Linked DNA regions of Mus musculus: region 2 is linked to region 1. A link is a contact called in public HiChIP or PLAC-seq data. All regions are on one chromosome and are shown on one strand. Each heading gives the region's core, a stretch centred on a gene start, on an enhancer-like site or on the middle of the called end of the contact. The rest is flanking DNA. Distances are from core to core; before and after follow the strand shown. Region 1 holds the start of Gpx3 (glutathione peroxidase 3). Region 2 overlaps Gm2a (GM2 ganglioside activator protein).

Evidence for each region. HiChIP or PLAC-seq counts read pairs in DNA pulled down with a chosen protein or histone mark.
Region 2: a contact with region 1 is called in an H3K27ac HiChIP or PLAC-seq map of microglia, with 4 times the contacts expected there. The contact joins the enhancer-like site here to the promoter of Gpx3 in region 1. A contact is called at or near these places in 2 of 39 promoter capture datasets (the 3T3-L1 cell line and liver), 2 of 115 datasets of contacts at active chromatin or transcription factors (microglia and pancreatic cancer cells) and 2 of 9 other capture datasets (adipose tissue and liver).

The regions. Positions count from the first base shown.
Region 1 is chr11:54,900,258-54,904,848 of GRCm38.p6, forward strand. It overlaps Gpx3 (glutathione peroxidase 3), which reads left to right and starts at 2,597. Exons shown (of 5, transcript NM_008161.4): 1 at 2,597-2,795. The coding sequence starts at 2,709.
Region 2 is chr11:55,104,399-55,108,989 of GRCm38.p6, forward strand. It overlaps Gm2a (GM2 ganglioside activator protein), which reads left to right. Exons shown (of 4, transcript NM_010299.3): 3 at 4,500-4,591. Among named protein-coding and RNA genes, the nearest start is that of Gm2a, 8.7 kb to the left of the region's middle. Within about 2 kb of position 2,518, at least 57 of the 459 cell types and tissues checked have an H3K27ac peak or open chromatin away from gene starts, as enhancers often do. A contact at or near this core is called in liver and microglia, where this site is marked.

The DNA.
Region 1 (4,591 bases), core at 1,347-3,846:
CTGGGTCTCAGGGCTCAGTGGTGTGGGGCAAGCACTCTGCACACTGAGCTACATTCCCCCATTGTATCTTTCTTTTTCTTTTTCTTTCTTTCTTTCTTTCTTTCTTTCTTTTTTTTTTTTTTTTTTTTTTTTTTTTTGTAGACCAGGCTGGCCTCGAACTCAGAAATCCGCCTGCCTCTGCCTCCCAAGTGCTGGGATTAAAGGCATGTGCCACCATGCACTAAGTTACCCAGGCTGACCTTGAACTTGTCATCCTCCACACAGTGCCCCAAGTAATGGGGTCACAGGTTATGCCACCAGCTTTCAGGCTCATCTCTTTGCCTGGTTGAATTTAAGGAAGGCATTTTTGTTTTATATAAAGTTTTACTTTGTAGTTCAAGCTATTGGTTATTTGAGGGGAAGCTTCTTTGTTCCCCCGTTTTGTTTTTGTAAGAGGGTCTTGCAATGTATAGTAGAGCCTGACCTGGAGCTTGCTCCTCAGATTGGTCTTGAACTTGCCACCCACAATCTCAGCCTCCTTAGCCACCGCAGAATCCTTGGGACTCATGCCTCCTCTGTGTAGAATGCAAAAGCTTTCTTTCTTTCCTTTTTCCTCCCCCCCTCCCTTGTTTGTTTTGAAACAGGGTTTTTCTGTGTAGCTGTGGCTGTCCCTGAACTTGTTTTGTAGACCAGGCTGGCCTTGAACTCACAGAGATGTACTTACTTTTTCCTCTGTCTCCCAAGCGCTGGGATTAAAGGCTGTGCCACTACATCCAAGCAGCAGTTTGCTTTCTTATACACATGAAGACCACCCATAGTGGCCTGGATTCTTCCACATCAATTATCAATCAAGAAAATGCTCCCACAGGCCAGTCTGATAGAGGCAATCCTCAACTGTGGCTCCTTCTTCCCAGATGACTCCAGTTTGTGTCAAATTGACAAAACCAAACCAAACCAAACCAAAACCAATGCAACCAAGCACTGCTCATGGACACAGTCATTCAAAACCCAAAGCCTGAGTATTGTGAGTGGGTCACTCCCAGAGGATACAGAAAAAAAGGGCAACAGAACAACATGGACCAGAGACTGTCTTCTGGTAGGTTATCTGCCACAAATTTACTGCAGGAATTTTCATAAAGGACTGCAAGGTTGCTAGGCCTCAGGAACTTAAGGTTTTAGAATAGTGATATCAATTAAAAACCTACTGTGTCAGCTAGTCACATGCCTCCATGGTATAAGGGCTTCCTGGTCTCCAGGTTCTTTCTACTTCAACACAATGAGTTTATCCATTTATTTATTATTGTTGTGCTGGAGGTTAGAAGTCAACTCTCAGAAACCAGTTCGTTCCTTCCTTGCACCCTTGGTTCTGGAGATTAAACTCAAGTCATCAGTTGCAAGCCCTTTTATTACACAGCCTTGTGAGGGCTTTTACCTGCTGAGCCATCTCACCAGCCCCACCATAGAGCCAGGCCTTATGAGTGCAGAAAATTTCAAATTCCACGGGTCACATTAACTCCCTGAATCATAGTAAAAGCATGGTACTTCGAGGCATCTCTGAGTCAGGAACTTTTCAGAAGGCCACCTAATCTAGGACTCACACAACCAAGACTGGGGTCAGGGGCCTTCGAATCCCTTCTGCAATGAGTCTGAAGGCAGAGGCTCAACACAGTGGTTCTGATGTGCAGCCCAAGACTGTCCTAACAGCTCTCCAGCCCACTGTGGTAGCAAGGCAGGATGCACCAAACCTCTATTGCAGACCGGATTAAGCCTGGAAGCTCTCAATCTAGAGATGCCTGGCCTGACCTTATATGAAAGCACAAACAAATCTGATGATTTAATGATTGATTCAACAAATATTTAAACACCTGTTGTGTACACTCAAGAGACTCCTGGACTAGGCCTACTGCTTAGAAGCAAATCACATAGTCAGAGCCTGGGAGACCTTAGAGCTCATTAACCAATCCCATCATTATAGTAGAGGAAACTGAGGCTCAGAGAAGGGAAATAATGAGTTTAAGACCACAGAGATAGACACATAATTTTTATGTGCTAATTTAAAAAAAAGGTGGTGGTGGTGTATTTTCTGGTTCCTACTCTCCTGAGCTGTCACCCACAACCTAACCGAGAAGGCTGAATTTAAAATCACGTTCACAGATCCCTCTAGCTTGCTGATGCTGGGGATTGAATAAACCTATGGCCTCATGCGAGCTGGTCAAGTGCTGTACCACTAAGCTACATTCCCAGTTGGCGCAGGGTCTCAGTCTGTAGCTAAGGCTGCAGATTGCACTGAACCTACGCAATCCTCCTGTTTCAGCTTTTTGGATTCTGCGATTACAGGCGTGAGTCTCTACACCTGGCTCACACAGTGCTTATTATTTGCACTAACGGGTTCTATGTTAAGTCCTCGGGGCCCTAGGTTTTCAGAGCTTGGGGAAAAAAGCTGTGTCCTGGGTGTTGTCTAGAACCTTGGCCGCGCCCATCTCCTGTTCTTCCCAGGCAGCCGGGCCCCCTTCTCTTCCTCCTAGGCTTGTGTCACCGTCGCCCCGGTCTGGGGAGAGGAGGAAAAAGGGGCGGGTATGTCTTGCCCTTTAAATCTTAACCGCGTTGCCATTGGCTAGGAAGCCCCCGCCTGGCTGCGGATTGGCCACAGTGGATGGCTTGAAATGTGGCTGAGCGCTTCGGACACCTCAGACGGACGGTGGCCACCCCAAGACGCGCCCCAGCCCGCCATGGCCCGGATCCTCCGGGCATCCTGCCTTCTGTCCCTGCTCCTGGCCGGGTTTGTTCCGCCGGGCCGGGGACAAGAGAAGTCTAAGGTGAGTGAACCTCCGGAGCTCAAGAAGAGTCCATGGCACCCAGGTGTCCACTGCGCGACTGGGAGAGCCACTGCTTCCCCAGAGGCACCGAGAGCCTCACTTGTAACCCTCGGTCTCTGCGCTCTTCCAACACAGACCCGCGTGCTTCAGAGGGCAGTACTAACCCAGGAGGGCAGTCTTTCCCGAGTTTATACATTTTCTTCCACTGTCATCTTGGGGTCGCTGGTGGCCACAATCCTGAAAAAAAATTGCCGGGGAAGAGGGTGGGCCGATGGTTTCTTCACTCATCCCAGGGCGCTGGAGGCAGAGATCTGTGACAGGAAGAATTTTTATTTGGGGGCGCATCCCTTTCTGGGCCTCAGTTTCTCCATCAGCAGGGCGTAGCTGGAGAGGATGGCTGGAAGGCTATGGAACCCTGCAGTTGCTTTCCCTATTCACAGTTCACTGGCCTGCCATGCATGGAGCAGACACTGTAGCTAGAGAAGCCAACCCAGGCCAGGAAGTCTTCTGGAGCTTCATCTCTCCTAGTCTAGCTGTGGTACCCTGAACTGGAATAGAAATGGCGAGCCTGAGGGCAGATGCCCCGGCATGCTTATCTTCTTGGTCAGGCCTGTGCTGGGTGGGCTCTGTAGGCCTCTCCTCTTCCCTAGGGTGAGAATGCAGAAAGCATGAACCCAAAGAAAGAGACTGTGGTCCCCAACTTCACACACACCATGCACACCATGCACCCCTGCACACTTGCATGCGTGGGCACAAAACTGGGTAGGCTCTAGCTTTGAGTTTCTAAAATCCTCAGGGTCTTCCTTCTAAGATCTTGTATGTCCGAGAGAGAGAGAGAGAGAGAGAGAGAGAGAGAGAGATTGATTAGGGGGTGTGGTGTGGAGATGGGGTGGGGGTGGACGGGGGCACTAGCCCTGTGCCTTTAGTGTGGGAACTGCTTGGGTTGGGGGTTGAATCCTGTCCTGAGGAGGCTGCAGGAAAGCACACTGGCCTTGTGCTGTCCATAGAATGAAGGAGAGATGGGTGAGTTCAGAGGGAAGAGAGAGAGCAGTCTAGAAAAGTCTTAGGGTGTGGTGTTATCTTATCTCATAACTAGCTGAAGCTTCTGGCTCCTCACAGCCCAGGCATGCCCATCTGAGCTCCCAGGTCCTTGGAGTTAACACATTACAGCTCTGGCTTCTGGGATTCAACTGCTTGCCTGGATCCAACTTCAGAACAAGGGAACAGGGAGGGGACGTGTGCAGACCCAGTGTGATAAAGCCACTGAAAGATGTCCTCTACACTCAAAGGGAGGGGCAAGGACAGGGAAAGCCTCTGTCTGGTCCAGGTTACAGCTGCAGAAGGCTTTGCATAGCTGTGGACTACCAGCTGCTGACGTGGCATCCTAGTAACCACTGGTTTCTAGGTGACTGACTGCACAAGGCAGAGAGCATCATGGGAGCACAGGCTGACGTCAAGGCTGAAAGGCCTTAAGTGGACCTGAATCCCACTCCATCTTACAGTTGACAGGCTGGAATCCTGAGAAGGGGGAGGGATGGTCACACACTGCCAGAGGCCCAGCTGGGTCCAGCTGCCATCTCCAACCTCTCAGACCTGTCATGCTCCCAACATCTCACCAATGGGTGTAGGAAGATGGAATAGGGAAGACATGGACCAGTAGTAGCCCTAGGCATCCAGGAAGCTTAGCTCAGTGTATTCCCCCCCAGCCCCACCCCTTTTGTTCCTCGTTCCCTTTCAGTACTCTTCTCTGGCCTCCCTGGTGGAGGAATAGGGCTATGGGATTCTATGAACCCAGA
Region 2 (4,591 bases), core at 1,268-3,767, 200 kb after region 1:
TCCCCAACTTTGTTTCTGTTCTTTTGAGCCAGGGCCTTCCTTAGGTAGTTTAGGCTGCCCCACAACTTAATGTAAGTACCTAAGGATAGCCTTGAACTTCTGCTCCTTCTGCCATCACCTCCCGAGGACTGGGATTACAGGCGTGTGCCACCATGAATAGCTTCTATTAAATGTCTTCTCCTAGCCTAATTCCTTAGGAGCTGCTCATTGTTGGCTGTTACGGATCCTCCCAGAATCTTCACTCATTGTTCTAATGAGACAGCGTGATTAATTTGGGAGACGCCATGCGGGCTAGAATTTGTCCGTATAATAATGATCTATTCATACTCTCCTGACTATGTACCTTCACATTAAATGTTTTTATTTATTATTCTTGTGTCTGCATATGGAGATGTGGGGTGAGGCCCACACGACACAGGGAACAGGGACAAGTTGTAGAGTTGGTTCTCTCCTTCCACCTTTTTGTTGGGTTCTGGGGCAGGAACTCGGATCGCCAGGCTTACAAGGCAAGCACCTTGTCCTGCTGAGGCAGCCCGCTGGCTCAGATGCACGCTTTTAAAGCTCTTTTGATAATCAATGCCCAAATGTCTCCAAACAGCCAACCAGGTTTACACCTACACTGACAGCTGTGTTTTCTTCCCCACACAATTTTTGACACTAAGAGTCCGAGTCTTGGCCAGTCTCTAATGTCATCCCTCATGAGGGCGAGCGATCCTTTCACAGTTCACTTGCTTTTTAGATCTATTTGGGGACATCAGCTTATTCCCACCCATTGCCCAACTTTGCATGTGTTTTTGTATATTTTCTTATTTTATAGTAAAGGCATCTTGTGGCACTGTTTATTGTAGCTCTTCACTCTCTGGTTAGAGTCACCACCTTTCTAAGATGTTCTTATATGCCCTGCAGTCTCTTTCTGGTCCAGACCTATTCTGGAACACGTTTAGATCATTTAAGAGATTTTGGGAGCCAAGCCTGGTGATGCATGCTTGTATATTATAGCACTTAGGGAGAAGTACAGGAAATTCAGGAGGTCAAGTCATGTTCAGTCTCACGGCCAGTTGGAGACCACCCTGTACTGTTGGGCTCAATTTTCTGAGTCTTAGGCATCTCTTGAGCAAGAACTGAGTTAATCAGTAATGTGGATGGTGCTTTACTCAGTGCCTAGCACACAGGATGTGCCCAGTTCGTGCTGGCACGTGTTGACATGTCAATCATTGTCAGTGATTGAGCTAGAAGGCCTGGAGAGATCTCAGTGCCTCTCCACCCCTGCCCATGGCTTCTCCTTGCTGATCTAGTACATTTTCTTCAGCTATTATCCAATAGGAAGAGGTCAAGTCCCGTGGATAAAAAAGGACAGAATTTGTCCAGATTGGAAAGGGAGACTGGCTGCTGAACTGAGTCTGCCAGTGTTGCCTGAATGCTATTCTCTGCTCTCAATGTTGAATCTGGAGTGGGTGGGTGTGTGCACATGTGTGTATGTATGCCTGAGCACATGTATATACATATATGTGGTGACTAGAGGTCAATGTTAGGTGCACCCCTCAACCTCTCTTCACCTTAGATGGGGTCCCATTGTGCCTGGAGTTCATCAGTTTGGCTAGAAAGATGGCCAGTGAGCTCCAGGGTCTGCCCAACTTTGCTTCTCCAGTGCTGAGCCTGTGCCAGCCACTACATCTAGATTTTTCTGGGATCCTGGCATCTGAGCTTAGGTCCTCATGCTTGCCTGGCAGACACTTTACCAACTGAGCCATCTCCTTAGCCCTGAGTGGTTTTAAACTTCTTTTTGTTTTGTTTATTTGCTTGAGACAGGGTTTCTCTGTGTAACCTTAGTTGTCCTGGAACTCATTCTGTAGACCAGGCTGGCTTCAAATTCAGAGATCTGCCTGCCTCTGCCTCCCAAGTGCTGGGTTTAAAGGCGTACGCCACTGCCACCCAGCTGATTCTTAGGTGTTTGAACATAGTGTATATTGTTGTGAGATCTAGACACAGCTCTATCCATGTGGCGGAGCAATGGCCTGTGTTAGGAAGGGGTTGCCAAGGGCCTTAGCAAGTGCCTTTACAGTGCATGTCTGTGGACTTTAGGAGTTGGTTTAGTTGTGCCAGGTGAACAAGCGCTGCAGCCGAGGATACATGGGATATACTTCTGAGCCCTGCTGGTCGTAAGTTTGAGATGGATAGGATTAATTCCCTAATGGCAGGTTGTGGCTGCTGCCTAGGGACTAGCCTTTGACATCACTGACTTCTGCCCTGGGCTTCCAATGCTGTGCTGATCCTGGGCTGGGGAGGAGCAGTTGTGGGGGAAGCTCCATAAACATTCAACTGTAAGTTGGTTACTTCTGTTTAGTTGGTGACTGCTTCAAGTTCCTCTTGGGGACCTTGGCTAAATGAGGGGAAGAAGAATGTGAAGCCGCTGGCAGTAGGTTTTGTGTCCTGAGGCTCCTAAGTGCTGGCCAGGTGCTATCTTCCTCAGTGGGACCTCACAAAAGGCAGAAGTACTGTGAAAACCATCCCACTCTTGACTGAGGAAGTAGAGACTGAAGGCATTTGACCAACTCCCTCAGGGGCAGAGCTACTCTCCAGCTCAGGCCCTCTGGCTGTTCCTCATCTGAGGAGAAATAGACTTTCTTAGCAGATGAGGCCGGCCAGAGGAAAGGTCACTGCACAATCAGGATGGATTCAGGTTAGCAGAGCAGGCCACCGAGGCAAGCAGCTTCAACTCCGCACAGGATTCAGGCTGTGTTGCCTTCACCATTTCCCGGCCTTGAAGAAGACAGCCTGTACCTCTTGTACTCGGTCATTTGAAGATTCAGGCAGCAGTCTGGGACTAGTGGAGTCTGGAGGAATGAGTACCATCCCCAGATTTATCTCTCAGAAGCAGAACCCCAGCCAGGGTGATGGCTCACATCTGTAATTAATCTCAGCATCTGGGAGGTCATGGCCACTGTCTGCTGCACAGCAAGTTTAAGACCAGCCTGAGCCACATACAAGCCTATCACACCAAGATCCAAACAAAGAACACAAAGGTGAAACCCCCTGATCTAGTAAGGTTGAGACGCAGAGGTCGCTCGCATGTCTGAGCTGAAAGGGTTCTGAGCCGGGCGTGGTGGCGCACGCCTTTAATCCCAGCACTTGGGAGGCAGAGGCAGGCGGATTTCTGAGTTCGAGGCCAGCTTGGTCTACAGAGTGAGTTCCAGGACAGCCAGGGCTAGACAGAGAAACCCTGTCAAAAAAGAAAGGATTCTGAGAACTGCGGCTTCCAGGCTGGGGAGATGGCTCAGTTGATAACATGCTTCCTGTGCAAGCACGAGGACCTAGATTCAACCCCCCAGGCATGATGGTCTACATACTCGGAACCCTAGGTCTGAGGAGGAAGAGATGGGAGGACCCCTAGCAGACCTGCTGAGTTAGTGGGAGACCTACTTAAAAAAAAAAAAACCCAAGTGAATGATGGACACACACACACACACACACACACACACACACACACACACACACGCACCCTCCTGTACCATGCTCAGGAATCATGTGGGGAGCGCTGATTTCCCGCTGACCACTCTGTGCACCTTTTCCTTCCTGGTTTTGGTGGGACACAGAGAGACAGCTGGCATGCACAGCAGCTGGTATAGTTAGTCTTCTGTATGTGCCAGTGAATCGGGCTTTTTGCTTGGGAGTCCCGGCTGCTTCTCCTCGGTCAGGTAGGCAGTGAGAACAAGAGTGGGGTTAGGCTGGCTTGGCAGAGGGAAGCCCATTCTAGGGTTCTCATCCAGCTCGGTCTGGAGAGGCCATTCAGCTTTTGGAACCAACTGCAATAAGGACCATAGACCAGTCTCAGAGAAATCTCCCTATCCATTTCCATCGGTTTGTTTATTGTTGCAGTCTAGATCTGTAGACCAGGCTGGCCTTGAACTCGCAGTTCCCCGCCTTTTCCTCCAGGCTACCATTATTTCAGATATTCATTGCTGTACCTAGCTACATTTCCATGTATAACTGTATCATCTGTGATACAAGAGAAAACGTATGTCAGGAGCAACCAACAGAAAGATTCTACAGCTAAGAATGGATAGCTTAGAAGGCCACCGAGGACATGTGCCACAGTCATTCAGCTAGTGTGATGGCAGTGCTTTGGTTCCTGTCATTGGATAGCGACAACTGGAGGATGGTGTGTTGGTCAGAGAGAAGAGACATTCACATTTGGTGATCAGTGCCCACCACGTGCTCAGGTAAGGTTGAATACTGGGACTCAGCCAGAACATCTCCCCAGCTAAACCTTCTGTTCTCACTATACCCTGGAACAAGAGACAATGGGGATGGCTACAGGTTCAAGGCCAGCCTGGTCTACATATGTAGCCCCCATCTCAAAGAATCAAACCAGTAGAGGTGTATGGGGGATTACTCTGAGATCCGTCTACAAGCCTTATTGCAGCGGGTTATGAGATGAAACTTCAAGAAGCAGGAGCAGGAATGTGTTCACGCTGTCACCTTGATGAATCCTGTGACAGGTGGAGCTCACCGTGGAGAAGGAAGTGGCTGGCTTCTGGGTCAAGATTCCTTGTGTAGAACAGCTAGGCAGCTGTAGCTACGAGAACATCTG